2 separate regions of the Rattus norvegicus genome follow, and region 1 is linked to region 2. The links are chromatin contacts, called in public Hi-C maps. All regions are on one chromosome and are shown on one strand. The core of a region is the stretch at or near the end of the contact, and the rest is flanking DNA. Distances in the headings are between cores, read along the strand shown. Region 1 overlaps Parva (parvin, alpha). Region 2 overlaps Mical2 (microtubule associated monooxygenase, calponin and LIM domain containing 2).

Region 1 (6,257 bases), core at 2,464-4,963, 82 kb before region 2:
ATTCTCAACCATCTATTAGACTATGGACTCAAGTGTAGACTCACACACATTGATGAAGGCTCTCCTGCTTCAATCACACCTCAACAGCGCCACCAGCTGGAGAGCAAACCTTCAACCAGAAGCTTTTAAGGGTGTTTAATCCGATGTGCCACCCACCACACTCTCATCTTCTTAAAAAAAAAATCACAGTATTTATTTGTTTGTTTATTCATTTATTTATTTGTGAGTGTGCACGTGTGCACACACAGGCATGTTTGCCATGGTGCATATGTGGAAGTCAGAGGGCGACTTTTAAGACTCAGTTCTTTCTCTTCAACCATGGGCTTCCAGGGGTGGATGAGAGATTGCCAGGCGTAGAAGCAAGCACTTTCCTTGAGCCAGCCTTCTGGCCCCACAGCTAACGATGTAAAGTCAAATAACAGGAGATAATCATCCTGTCTCCAAAATGAAAAACAAAACAAAAATCCCCACCTCATCAAACATGGACGGTAACGTGTTTAACTATCGACACAGTCAAGAAGTGGACACCACTATTACTCAGAGCACAGCACTCTCCTGCTCAGACCCTACAGTGGCTTTCCTGTGTCCTTGAAAGGATTCCTGACAGCTCTTTTTAGACTTTAGGACCAGCTCACCTCTCAGTAGTCTTCCTAGCACCTCCACATTGTTGCTTTTTGGTTCCTGGAAATCTTGTGTCTGTCTGTTCCTGGAATATTTGGAACATTCATCCTCATAATTCTCTATGGTGGTTTGAATATGCTTGGCCCATGGGGTGGCACCTACAGGGGTGTGGCCTTGTTAGAAAAGGTGTGGTCTTGTGGGAGGAAGTGTGTCACTGAGGGGGCGGGCTTTGAGATCCTCCGCCTAGCTCCCTGAGGATGCTCAGTCTTCTAGCAGCCTTCAGATGAAGATGTAGAACTCTCAGCTCCTCCTGCACCATGCCTGCTGGACAATATCATGGTCCTGCCTTGATGATAATGGACTGAACCTGTGAACCTGTAAGGCAGCCCCAATTAAATGTTGTCCTTTATAAGAGTTGCCTTGGTCATGGTGTCTGTTCACAGCAGTAAAACCCTGACTAAGACAGTCTCACAAAACAGTCCTGACTCTTTAGGTCTTGGGTCACATCCTCAGAGAGGATTTCTTCAGCCCTTCTGCCTGGTCACCTGCACTCTCCCCAGCAAGCCACCGCTACTTACAACTCCAGTCATGTGTTTGATACTGCAGATCTCATCTACAAGGCCTGGATACCTAGTCCATCCCATTCAAAGCCGGATGCCTAACTCCTAAAAGAGGGGCCTGGTGTGTCGTTGGTGCCCTATAAATGTTTGTAAAAGAACGATTATGAAATGAAGAAGTGAGAAGAGACATGGTCAGCTTTTCAGAGCCTCTCACTAAGACATAGGCACCATGCCTGACTTCTCAGTTTTAAAAATCACATTAGTATTTCTTTTGTGTGCATATGTAGGGGCACACATGTGCTATGGCACTCAAATGGAGGTCAGAGGACAACTTGCTGGTGTCATTTCTCTCTACCACATGGACCTCAGAGATCAAACTCAGGTCATCAGGCAAGAGGAAAACACCTTTCCCCTCCATCAGCCACCTCACTGGCCCCATGCTCTGACTTCTATCAGAGAATGTGGCTGTGAGAGTAAGAGAAGGAAGGATGGGTCTGGCTCCGAGTGGTCCCCTGCTCTGGGAGTGCGGTGGGAGAAAGCAGTGACAGAGCAGAGCCCAGCTCATCACAGAATCAGTGCGGTCTGTGTGCTCAGCCTAACGGATGAGGAAAGGACAGGACACGGTCACTGCAAACCAGGAATTCTCAATCAAGTTTGGGAAACCAATTCAAAATGAGAGCCAGAGATGCAGGGTTCACTGCTGTGGCAGTGCTGCAAGACCAGGTGTGCTGCTCGGGAGAGCATGACAGGGGGTGAGCACAGGGGAGGGGATGCACACGGCCTAAGCAAAGGGAAGATACACGTTAGAAAGACAGCCAGCAGAAGAAGCAAAACGGTAGGGACCTTCAGGGAAGATGCATGCTTCACCTTAAACCCTGAAACTTACTCGACGACTCCGGGCTGGTCTCAAATTCAGAGATCCACCAGTCTCTGGGATTAAAAGCATGTGCCACCACCACCCAGCTCACCTCAAATCTTCTTTAAAGGGTGGAGAGGAGAGTTGGGAGACAAGATGGTTCAGTGGGGAATGCAAGCTTGAGGACCAGAGTTCAATCCGGAGCTATGGACGTGGTAGTGTGCTTGTAATGCCAGAACTGGGGAGGCAGAGGCAGGTAGATTCTTGGGGCTCACTAGACAGCAAGCCTAGCCTACTGCGCAAGCCCCAGATGCCCATTAGAGATCTTGTCTCAAAAACAATACAAACAAACACCAATCAACCAGCCAAACAAAACCCAAGGTGAATAACATGTAAGGTACATCATTTGAGATTGACCTCTGACCTCCATATACACATGTGCACATATATCCATATACACATATGTCCGCCACACACATACAGAGACACACGAAAGGATGGGATATGTTGGGCATGGCATGGTAGTATATATCAGGGATCCAGAATGCTGGAAGTGAGGGCAGAAGTCCGGGCTTACAAACTGAGACTCTGTCTTAACAAGGCGGGGAAGAAGGGAGGCATGGCCGGTTTTTGAGCAGCAGAAAGGCCAGAGTTTTAGGAACACGTTCTTCTCTTCTGTTAGTGGAAGCCAGTGTGGACTGAAAGTCAGTAAAATCTATCCCTTATCCAGCAGAGTGTGACAAAGGACCTCAGGCCACCAATGCCTCTGCACCTCGGGCTCTGCCCTCATCTAAGGCCCTGACAGTGACCCTGGGGTGACCCTAACACTTGCAGGCTGAGCAGCTGGGGACACCTGGGAGGTGTAAGAAGAGAACTGAAAAGGAACTAAGCTTCCCAGCCTCTCCCACAGCCCAAAGGGGAGTGTTTAAAGTTCCCTGACCTCAGAAAGCCTCCCAGAGAGCCCACTGGAAGGGATTCCTTATTTATTGAGCGTGTTTTAAATGAAACACGTTAAAATATCCTTCCATGGTTTATCTCCTGATGCTTCAATTCCAAAGAACAACAGCCTGTAGCCCCCTTCCTTCCCCTCGGCCTCTGGTTCACCTATGACGTCAGCAGTAGAGAGCTGTGTCCCACACCAGTGACCTCTCGGGAACTAAAGCTTTGGGAGTGAGAAGATGCCACAGCCTCTAAGCAGTCCCTCCCCCCTCGCCATATTAGAGTCTTGCATATTTTGAACATCAGAATTTTGGGGACATGTGAAAGTTAGAAAGATGTGGCTCTGCTTTTCTCCACACAGCTCTGGAGGGCGCAGACTCAGCTCTGGAGGGCGCAGACTCAACGTCTGACTGGAGCCCCTGCATCAGGACTGCAACTGTGCTAACCACAGGGGAGAACTCCTCAGAGGTTCCCTGCAGTCTCTGAAAAAACACATGGAATACCAGCCCTGCAAGCCAACTGTGGCCGGAGACTGTGACAATGACACCAACTCAAGAGGACTTCTGTCCCTTCTCTTTACTCACCCCCTTGCCTGGGGGTAAATATGGAACACAAAGTTCTGGGTGAAGGCTTGTGCCTCCCATCTCAAATGTTAAAACCTCGCCCAGTGTGATATGTTAAAGGGGAGGCGTCATGAGGGTGGACTCTCCACAAAAGGCACAAGTGCCCTCATTAAAGAGCCCCAAGACATCCCTCACCCCCACCCATACAAGGACACAGTGAGCATATTCATGCTGAACCGCCCAACCTCTGAAACTGCAAAAAAATCAATTCTGTATTTAATCCACTAATCTAGGGCATTTTTGCTAAGGCAGCCCAAACAGCCTAAGATAGAGGAGGGGAAGCTGAGGAAAAGTCCCAAGTCTGACCGCAGCTGATGCAGATGCCCGAGCTACAGGCAGGCTGAGCCAGGAGGAGGCGGGTGCAGAGCACGGAGCAGGAGAGTAGCATGTGATGCCGGGCAGGGCTCAACCTTCACGGCCGCAAGCAAGCCACCACGATCTAAACAAGCTATGTGCTCTGCGGGACCCACCGCAGAAATTATTTACATTGTGGCTGTGGGTAAATAAAAACATGACAGAGGTGTTTTCCCCCTAGCTGGGTTTCTCTGGTAAAATTAAAATCAAAATAAAGAATAAAGTACAATTCTTTTGGTTAGTGAGTTAGTAAAGACAATTGTGAACCTGGTGTGGCGGTGGGCACTTGCAGCCCTAGCCCCCAGGTGGCTTACGTATGGAAATGAAATTGTCTTACAGTTTCAGAGCAGGCAGGAGAATTACGAGTTCCAGGGTAGCCTGGGTTACAGAGTGAGGCCCTGTCTCAATAATAACAACATTAACAACAGCAGCAGCAGCATCAATAAAAACAGGGAGGAAAGAAAAACCAACGGCATCCATCTGTAATGAGGATGAAGCTAAACAAGCCTCTATATGTACTTCTGGCCCGCCTGCAAGTTGAGAAGAATTTTCTTGGGCAGGACCTCTGAAACTTCAATGTACATGTTAACCTTAATAATTAAAGGAAAAGGCATGAATTTGAGAGGGAGGAAGTTGGAGGGGGGTGAAGGGAAAGGAGGGTGGATAATATGGTTGTATTTTAATTAAAAGGAAATGCATTGAAAAGACTTTAATGTACTTGCATAACGTAAAATGCAGGCAGATTCAGGAGGCTCAGGGTGAGGTCCAAGAAGCTGAGTGTTCATCAGTTACCAAGTAACCAGATGGGTTGGTCTGCATATTCACCAGGAGAAACAACGGCCAAGAGAATGTAACAAGTATATCAAGAGCTTAAAATCCTCAAGTCTTCGGCAATTCCACATTAATGACTGCAGTCCAGGAGCCATAATGAATGCATGGGAAACCAGCAAAGGCATTTTATACCAACATTGTGTCTCTCATGAAAACCAGACACAATTTCTACAGCCAACAAACAACTGGAACTTTCCAAATCTGTCGTGCAAAGCCTTTACGTCTCAGGACTTCACAAAATGGCCACTAATATCAAATTCATTTAGAATTAATAGTGTTATAGGGGGGATATTTGTGATGTGCAAAGTGAAAACAAATGTGTGTGTGCCTGTGTGTGTGTGTGTGCCTGTGCCTGTGTGTGTGCGCCTGTGTATGTGTGTGTGCCTGTGTGTGTGTGCCTGTGTCTGTGTGTGTGCCTGTGTATGTGTGTGTGCCTGTGTGTGTGTGCCTGTGTGTGCCTGTATGTATGCATATGCCTGTGTGTGTGTGTGTGTGCCTCTGTGTGTGTGTGTGTGTGTGTGTGTGTGTGTGTGTGTGTGCATGCGCTGTGGAGAAAGCTCAGTGGGTAAAGCGCTTATCATGAAGGCATGAGGCCCTGAGTTTGGATTTTATGTGGATAAAATCTGCATGATATGATAGCCCAACTATAATCCCAGTGCACAAGGCAGCGACAAGAATTCCTTGAGCAAGCTGGTTAGCCAGACTAGCCAACCAGCAGCTTGGGGTTCAGGGGAGAGCCTGCCTCAACATATGAAATGGAAAATGGTTGAGAAAGAAACTTGATATCACTCTGGGGCCTCCACACTCACATGCAAACTCAAATGCAACACACACACACACACACACACACACACACACACACACACACACACACACACGCATGCACACACGCACGCATGATATTGTAATGGTTAGTTTCATGTGTCAGCTTGACTGGACTCTAGCACCCAGTTATTTAATCAGATGGGATCTGGGCATTGCTGTGCTGTGCCTAGCACCTCGATCAGTTGGCTTAAATAACAGCCATCTCTCCAGCTCCCTATTCAAATATTTAAAAATAATGCATAAGCAATGAGAGAAGAAAAATCCCAAATTAATAGTTTTAAAAAGGACTATGGAGGTGGAGCTGAGGAGACGGCTCAGTGGTTAAGAGCACTGTCTACTCTTCCAGAGGTCCTGAGTTCAATTCCAAGCAACCACATGGTGACTCACAACCATCTGTTATGGGATCTGATGCCCTCTTCTGGTGTGTCTGAAGACAGCAGCAGTGTGCTCATATACATAAAATAAAAAAATAAATCTTTAAAAAAAAGAAAAGGGTGGTTAAAAAAAGGACTATGGTATATTTTTATTATCTTTCTTTCTATTTAATTTTTTCTATACTTTTTCCTAGAAATATGGTACTTTTGTAGCTAGAAAAAATATTTTCATGTAATGTGGCAATTTCAATGACCACTGAGAAGCTATCCAGAG
Region 2 (6,051 bases), core at 1,913-4,412:
AACCCAGTTTCCGGAAGCTAAAGGAACGAGTGAAAGCATGCGGCTGACCCCTAGGCAAAGTTTTGGTCTCTGGTTTAGAGCTTGTCTTTTTTCCAGCTTCAGAACTGGGGAGCAGAGACCTAAAGATGGCGTTTGCTATGAGCCTTAAGGGGGACTTGGGTGGAGGAACTTCTCGTTCCCGGGGTGCCTTGGCAGCTGGGGTACGTGTCTCCCCCAGGGCTTTTTTCTGGGATAGCAATTTCTCTTTCACCGCCTGAGAGAGGGTAGAAGAGCAGATTGGCTTCAGGCTATTGCCTCTGCCATTCTCAGCCTTTTCCTGCGCGAGCCGCTCCCCAGCCTTGTGCTCCTGGGTGTAGTCATTCCAGTCTAGCAACATGGTCTTCTGCTCCTCAGTGAGGACTAATTTCTTCAAGCCCAACTTCCTTTCTTTGGACAGCTCTGCTCCACCTGTCTGTCCCATCCTGGATTCCTCACTCAAGTCTCCTGTGTTCCCTGCCGCACCAAGAGCTAGCATTTGATTGGGCAAATACGGGTCCTTCCCTGAAACGGGGTAGGAATCTTTGTGTGTGCTTTCGCTGTTTCCAAGAGCCAGTGCTTTCTGGCAGCCGTCTGAAGCCGAGATCTCCTCAGGGCTTCTGAGTTCTTCTCCATCAGGGCTAACCAGGCAGTGTTCCGTGCTCTCCAGCATGGGGCTATGAGGCAGATAGAGGGGGATTTCCTTCGTAATTCCTTGAGCCCTGGCACGTCTGAGGTAGATTGGAGTGGGGCTGACATCGTCTCTGGAGATCTGTGGGGAGTGGAGGTTGTATGCTGGCACCTGTGGGGAATGGACAGAAATACTGGTTACTTAAAGCTCCTTGCCTTTGTTTCTATGGGGAAGGTGAGTGTCAAAGCACACACCACCTGCCTTCCTTCTCCCACTCTGAGATACTCAAAGTGAGAAGAAAGCTTTAGAAAGTGTCTGGAACTTGCTGGCATCCACCTGAAGTCCCTTAAATATATTCTAATCAAAGACCATTCAAAGCTCTCAAACAGTGGTTCTCAACCTGTGGGTCACAACCCCTTAGGAGGGTCAACCAACCCTTTTACAGGGGTCACCTAAGACCAACAGAAAACACAGGAATTTACATTAGATTCATTACAGTAGCAGAATTACAGTTATGAAGTAGCAAGGAAATAATTTTATGGTTGGGGGTCACCATGACATGAGGGACTGCATTAAAGGCTCATGGCATCAGGAAGGTTGAGAACCCCTGATTTAATGAGGTGTGTGGCCAGTTGGCTTTCCTGTCTCCTGTGCAGGGGCCTGGTCTGCACTTACCTGAGGAGAGGAGGAATCATCTGTAGTGTGCCCAGGTACACTAGCTGAAGAAAATGAAGATGGCAGGGAAGGTGAAGACGACGAAGATGAAGGAGGAGGCTCCTTTGGAGGCGACAGTGCTCTTTGGTTCATGGGTGTTGAATCTAGGAAGGAAATGACATATTCCATTGTTACCTTGTTTTTAGCATAAAAAGAGGAGGCTGTGGATGGATCCTCAGTTTTAGGAAGGGAGACGCTGGGGATGGACTCAGAGGCTCCTAGTGGCCATGGCTTGGGACTTGGCAGCAGGGCTCTGCAAGCTAGCGGTTCAGCCTTCTGTGAGATCGTCCCCAGGAGATGAGAGCACAACCCACAGAGTGCTTCTTGGAGACCAACATTTACTGCTAACGCTTCCCTGAAGCCATGGTGGGCAGGAGCTGAGATTGCACTAAATCTCTCTGTCAATAAACCATGTTAAGTTTCTTGCCATGAGATGTCAGACCATTAGCTGTGGGCATGGACAGGGCAGATGGTTTGGTCCTAATGAAATGGGCTCTTTCCCTCACATGAAGACAGCCCCTAAAGGGCTCTCAGACAAGGTAGTTAGCTTGAAATTTTTATGGGGACCCAGGGGAGGGAGGTCCTACCCATATCAACAGTACAAATCATACAGAATTAGTGGGTCCTTGCCACACTTCTGTGGCTCAGGGAACAGGTAGGAAGTAATGTGTCGCTTCAGAGATGTGTGAGAAAAGAGGGTGGCTGGCCTCTAGGGAGTAGCGCAATTCTGAACTATGGGCAGCTGAAGTCATCTTGTCCTGTAAGAGCAGGATTCTGACAGTACATCAGGGAGGTCATTTAGGCCCATGTACACTGACACTTCCTGTCTCTCTTCTCTTCCAACTTGGCAACCTCCTTAAATCTGCAAGAGCAAATATTTTATCTCCAGGATAGAGCCTTTCAGATAACTTGTATTCAGCTGGATTCAGAAAAAGCACAGCCTTTCATATACTCGGTGCTTCATCCTCAGGCTATGACAAGCCTTTGTGACCGACATTCCTTAGGTACATCCTGGGACTGTGTGTCTCACGCAGTACCCCAACTCCCTGCCTTGCCTGGCTCAGGTGGCCCATTCAGATTTCCCTATGGTGTGTCCAACCAACAGGTTCCAGCTCGTCTCTTAGTTCAACACAATTCCCGGGCCTCAGTTTCCCTCAAAGCTCTAGGCTGAGAGACAGGCACCTGCTCAGGTACTCAAACTATGCTTTTGCTACTCTGAGAAAATGTGAGAAACTTTAATGGCACAGGGTCAGGGATCTCTGGGGACACAGATCTAAAAGAAAAGCCAAGCCTAAGTCACCTCCACTTAGAAAGAGTTTCCTACATCTTTTGGGGGCTAGGGGAGGCATTGGTGGACTTCAGTGTGCTTTTTTCTCTTTTCGCACAGAGATTAACATGTTAGGTAGTGCATACCAGGCATGGGCTCTGAAAAGATGACTGCTGTAGCCATAGGGTACCCCACCCTTGTCCCAGAATGTTTCTGAGGGAAAAGATAACCAGGGAACGTGGCTGCTGTGGAGGTGTGTAAGAGGGAGACCCTGGGAGAAAGGCCATCAGCTGCCAGGAACTGACACAGGGGAGGCGCTGGCCTCCAGCCCATTACCCACACCCCATCCCAGCCCACAACATAATGGGTCTAGCCTAAAAAGGCAAAACTTGTGAGTGAGCCGTTGTCTTGCTTCCTGCCTCCAGTTACTAAATTCCTGCCAAATTCCTTCTCCCCCTCTTTCTCGCCCCCTCAATCTCCTCTCCCTGCCATCCGCTGAATCAGGCTCCTTAAGCAGCCTCCAAAGTCCTCTCAGCTCCACAAACTGTCCCTTTGTTCCTCTGAGGAGTCACAGGGGACCTTGTGACACAGAGTCAGGGACACCTTGAGCCAGACAGAAAAGTCTTGGGATCTATAAGATCGTGGTGCAGAAGCCACTCTCCTCTCCTTCCCTTTAGCCCAGGTTCCACCTTTGCTGTGAGGCCTCTGGTTGCAAGGTCCTTGTACATTATCTTAAAGTCAGCTTGTGGAGGGCTTGGCAAATGAGGCATTGCCCAAGGGCCAGACATGACTCCAGAGGAGAAAGAGACCATCAAGGACCTGAGAGATGCAAAATGTCTCCTGTGAGCCTGGTGTTGTCTTCAAGCTCCTCTAAAAGATGGGAGAGGGACCCCCAAGACTCCAGTTCATTCACACAAGCAACTCACTCACTTCCAGTGTCCTTCCCAAAAGTGCCCACCATCCTGCAGACCACATCCGTTTCCCTCCTCTTGCACACAAACTATCTGGCAGATACTACTAGAACCTTGGTCTGCTTCAGAGGTAATGGGACACCCACCGCAGCCAGGGTTTCTCTAATTCTTGGCTTGGGAACTTGTCTACCTCTATCCTCTTCTCCCATGCTTGCTGGGAACTCGGAGATGGCTCAGCCAGGCTTCTCTGTCCTCTGTAGGGCATAGGATCTGAGTACTGCTGGCTCTCAGGTTCTTTTGTGCTAAAGTGCCCCCTGAGGCAATTCCTTGTGTGACCTCCTTTTTTTTTTTTTTTTGGGGGGGGGGGCAATGATGGCCTTTTCCCCTGTTGGTGACATTCACTCTAAGCATGCTCAATTAGAAGGGATGCCTATGTTCTATATCCTATTGACTGATAAACCTTTCTTGGGCATAGGGGTTCTTGTCTTTCGGGGTTGACATGATTGGGATTCTAGGTACTACTCTTCCTAGTATGAAGGACTCCATCTTCTCAAAGTCTTGGAGCGCCCTCTAGGGGCAGCATCCTGCAAGCCTGAACCCATATGCTGTTTCCCTGGGCCTAATCCAACCAGTTTCCAAACTTCCTCCCTTTCTCCCTTTCTTTCTCCCTCCCTTTCTTCCTCCCTCTCACACATAAACAAGAACTCCTTTGGACCAGACATTGCCAGGCCACAGAAACAACAGGCTCAGCCCTGTCTGCATCTAGCATTATTGTTAAGGTTCACACCCTATGTTCTCCAGGTGTGGCCCCAAGCCCACTGCTGAGTACTAGAAGTCGGTCTTGTTTTTCTAGAACCCCTGTCCCCGCTGTTTGCCAACCTCCTACTTCACGCCATGCTGGGAACTGGCTGAGGACAGACTGAGCCCCCTGACACTGGTGATGCTCAGGACCGTTGGGATGGCCTCAGCACCCAGGAAGACTGGCCTGAGAGGAACCCTAGTGCTCGGAGACCTTAGTTCCCTTTGTCCTTTCACATTCGCCAGCCACCCAGGGTAGCTCGGATGATTCAGGTGTCATCTTAGCTTGTTCCCAGGTATGCAGGCCTGCTCTAGCTCCAAAGGTGGCCCTTAGCCCAGGGAGACACAGGAGAGGTGGTGAGTCTGGGGGATGGTGGGAAATGACTCACTGGCCAGGAATCATGCTGATTCAGAAGGAGAGAGAACCAGAAGGAGGGAGAGCAGAAGCCCAAGGCCATGTTGGGTCAGGTTTGAGAGGGAACTTGCGGACTAGGGGAGGCAGAAGGGGGTGATGGGCTCAGAGCAGGATGGAGCCTCAGCTTCTCACTCAAGGGTTCTGGAGGAATTCTGTTTGCTGTGTGGCTGTGTGTGCATGGTCACCATAACTCTTGGGGGGGCTTTGAAACTCACCCAGGCCAAGATCTGGAGAAGAAAGAATCTGTCTCTCTGTCTGTCTCTGTCTCTCTTTCTCTCTCTCTGTCTCTCACTGTGTCTCTCTTTCTCCCTCTCTGTTTCTCTCTCTCTCTCTCTCTCTCTCTCTCTCTCTCTCTCTCTCTCTCTCTCTGCACACTCATGTGTTTACATTCATATTCTAATGCAAACTGCTATCTTCTTGCCTTGGTCACAATGACATAGAACCAAAATGCGGAAGGATCTAGTCCAGTTCCTGGGACATAACCAAGCACCTAGCTCTCAATTTCCCCTTTCTCATTTCAAACTTGGAGCTCATCTCTGCTACAGCTCTGGTCCGGTGAAATAATAGAATCCTAAGGATTTCAGGTTAGAGAGAGAGATGGAGAAGTCCCAAATCCCTTGGCAGTGACTCCAGTCAGCAGTGGAAATCAAATCAAGCTTACAGGTTCTCTTGTCCTCAGATCCCAGGCTAGGCAAGAGAAGACACCATGTAAGGAATGAGCGCCACTGCCCTTACCCCACCCCTCCCCCTGCCCATGACTCACTGGACTGGAATTTTCTCCTCCAGTTCTGGTATTTGCTTGGAGACTGGAGGCTGTAGGCCCGCTGCAGACCTGTGGTGGAAAACAGAATGGGGCAGAGAAGATGGGAGGGAGTAAGAGACTATTAATTGTGTAGGAGAGGAATTTGTCTCCCATGGCTTATGCACTAAGTTAGCAGGCAAACGCTTAGTGTGGACTGAGACACTTGTTATCATAGTGTACGTCTCATCCCTTCATCATTCATTCATTCATTCACTCACTCACTCACTCATTCATTCTTCATCAAATGATTATACAGGAGGCTGGGTGGATGGTTCAGCAGGTAACCTGAGTTTGATCCCTGAAACTCAGATTCAATGCTGGGAGTGGGAAGGGCAAGCCTCCTCAGGGAAGAGCGCATCAATTAGCTGTCCAGGCTAACTGGTCAGGCCTGGAAACACATACAAGTATCACTACATAAACAGAACAGGCTATATTTTAGAATATATCTGTATAATTATATATATATATATATCTGTAAATTCTTATATATATGCAATT

Evidence for each region. Hi-C and Micro-C count contacts between places; a contact is called where the count stands out from the background.
Region 1: a Hi-C map of Schwann cells shows a contact between it and region 2, with 2.7 times the contacts expected there. The contact joins two enhancer-like sites. A contact is called at or near these places in 3 of 12 Hi-C or Micro-C datasets (Schwann cells and kidney).

The regions. Positions count from the first base shown.
Region 1 is chr1:176,009,362-176,015,618 of GRCr8, reverse strand. The region is part of intron 1 of Parva (parvin, alpha); the gene reads right to left. Among named protein-coding and RNA genes, the nearest start is that of Parva, 31 kb to the right of the region's middle. Within about 2 kb of position 3,713, at least 4 of the 93 cell types and tissues checked have an H3K27ac peak or open chromatin away from gene starts, as enhancers often do. A contact at or near this core is called in Schwann cells, where this site is marked.
Region 2 is chr1:175,927,047-175,933,097 of GRCr8, reverse strand. Mical2 (microtubule associated monooxygenase, calponin and LIM domain containing 2) reads right to left here. Exons shown (of 31, transcript NM_001395865.1): 23 at 5,515-5,583; 24 at 1,322-1,464; 25 at 1-817. Among named protein-coding and RNA genes, the nearest start is that of Parva, 52 kb to the left of the region's middle. Within about 2 kb of position 3,162, at least 10 of the 93 cell types and tissues checked have an H3K27ac peak or open chromatin away from gene starts, as enhancers often do. A contact at or near this core is called in Schwann cells, where this site is marked.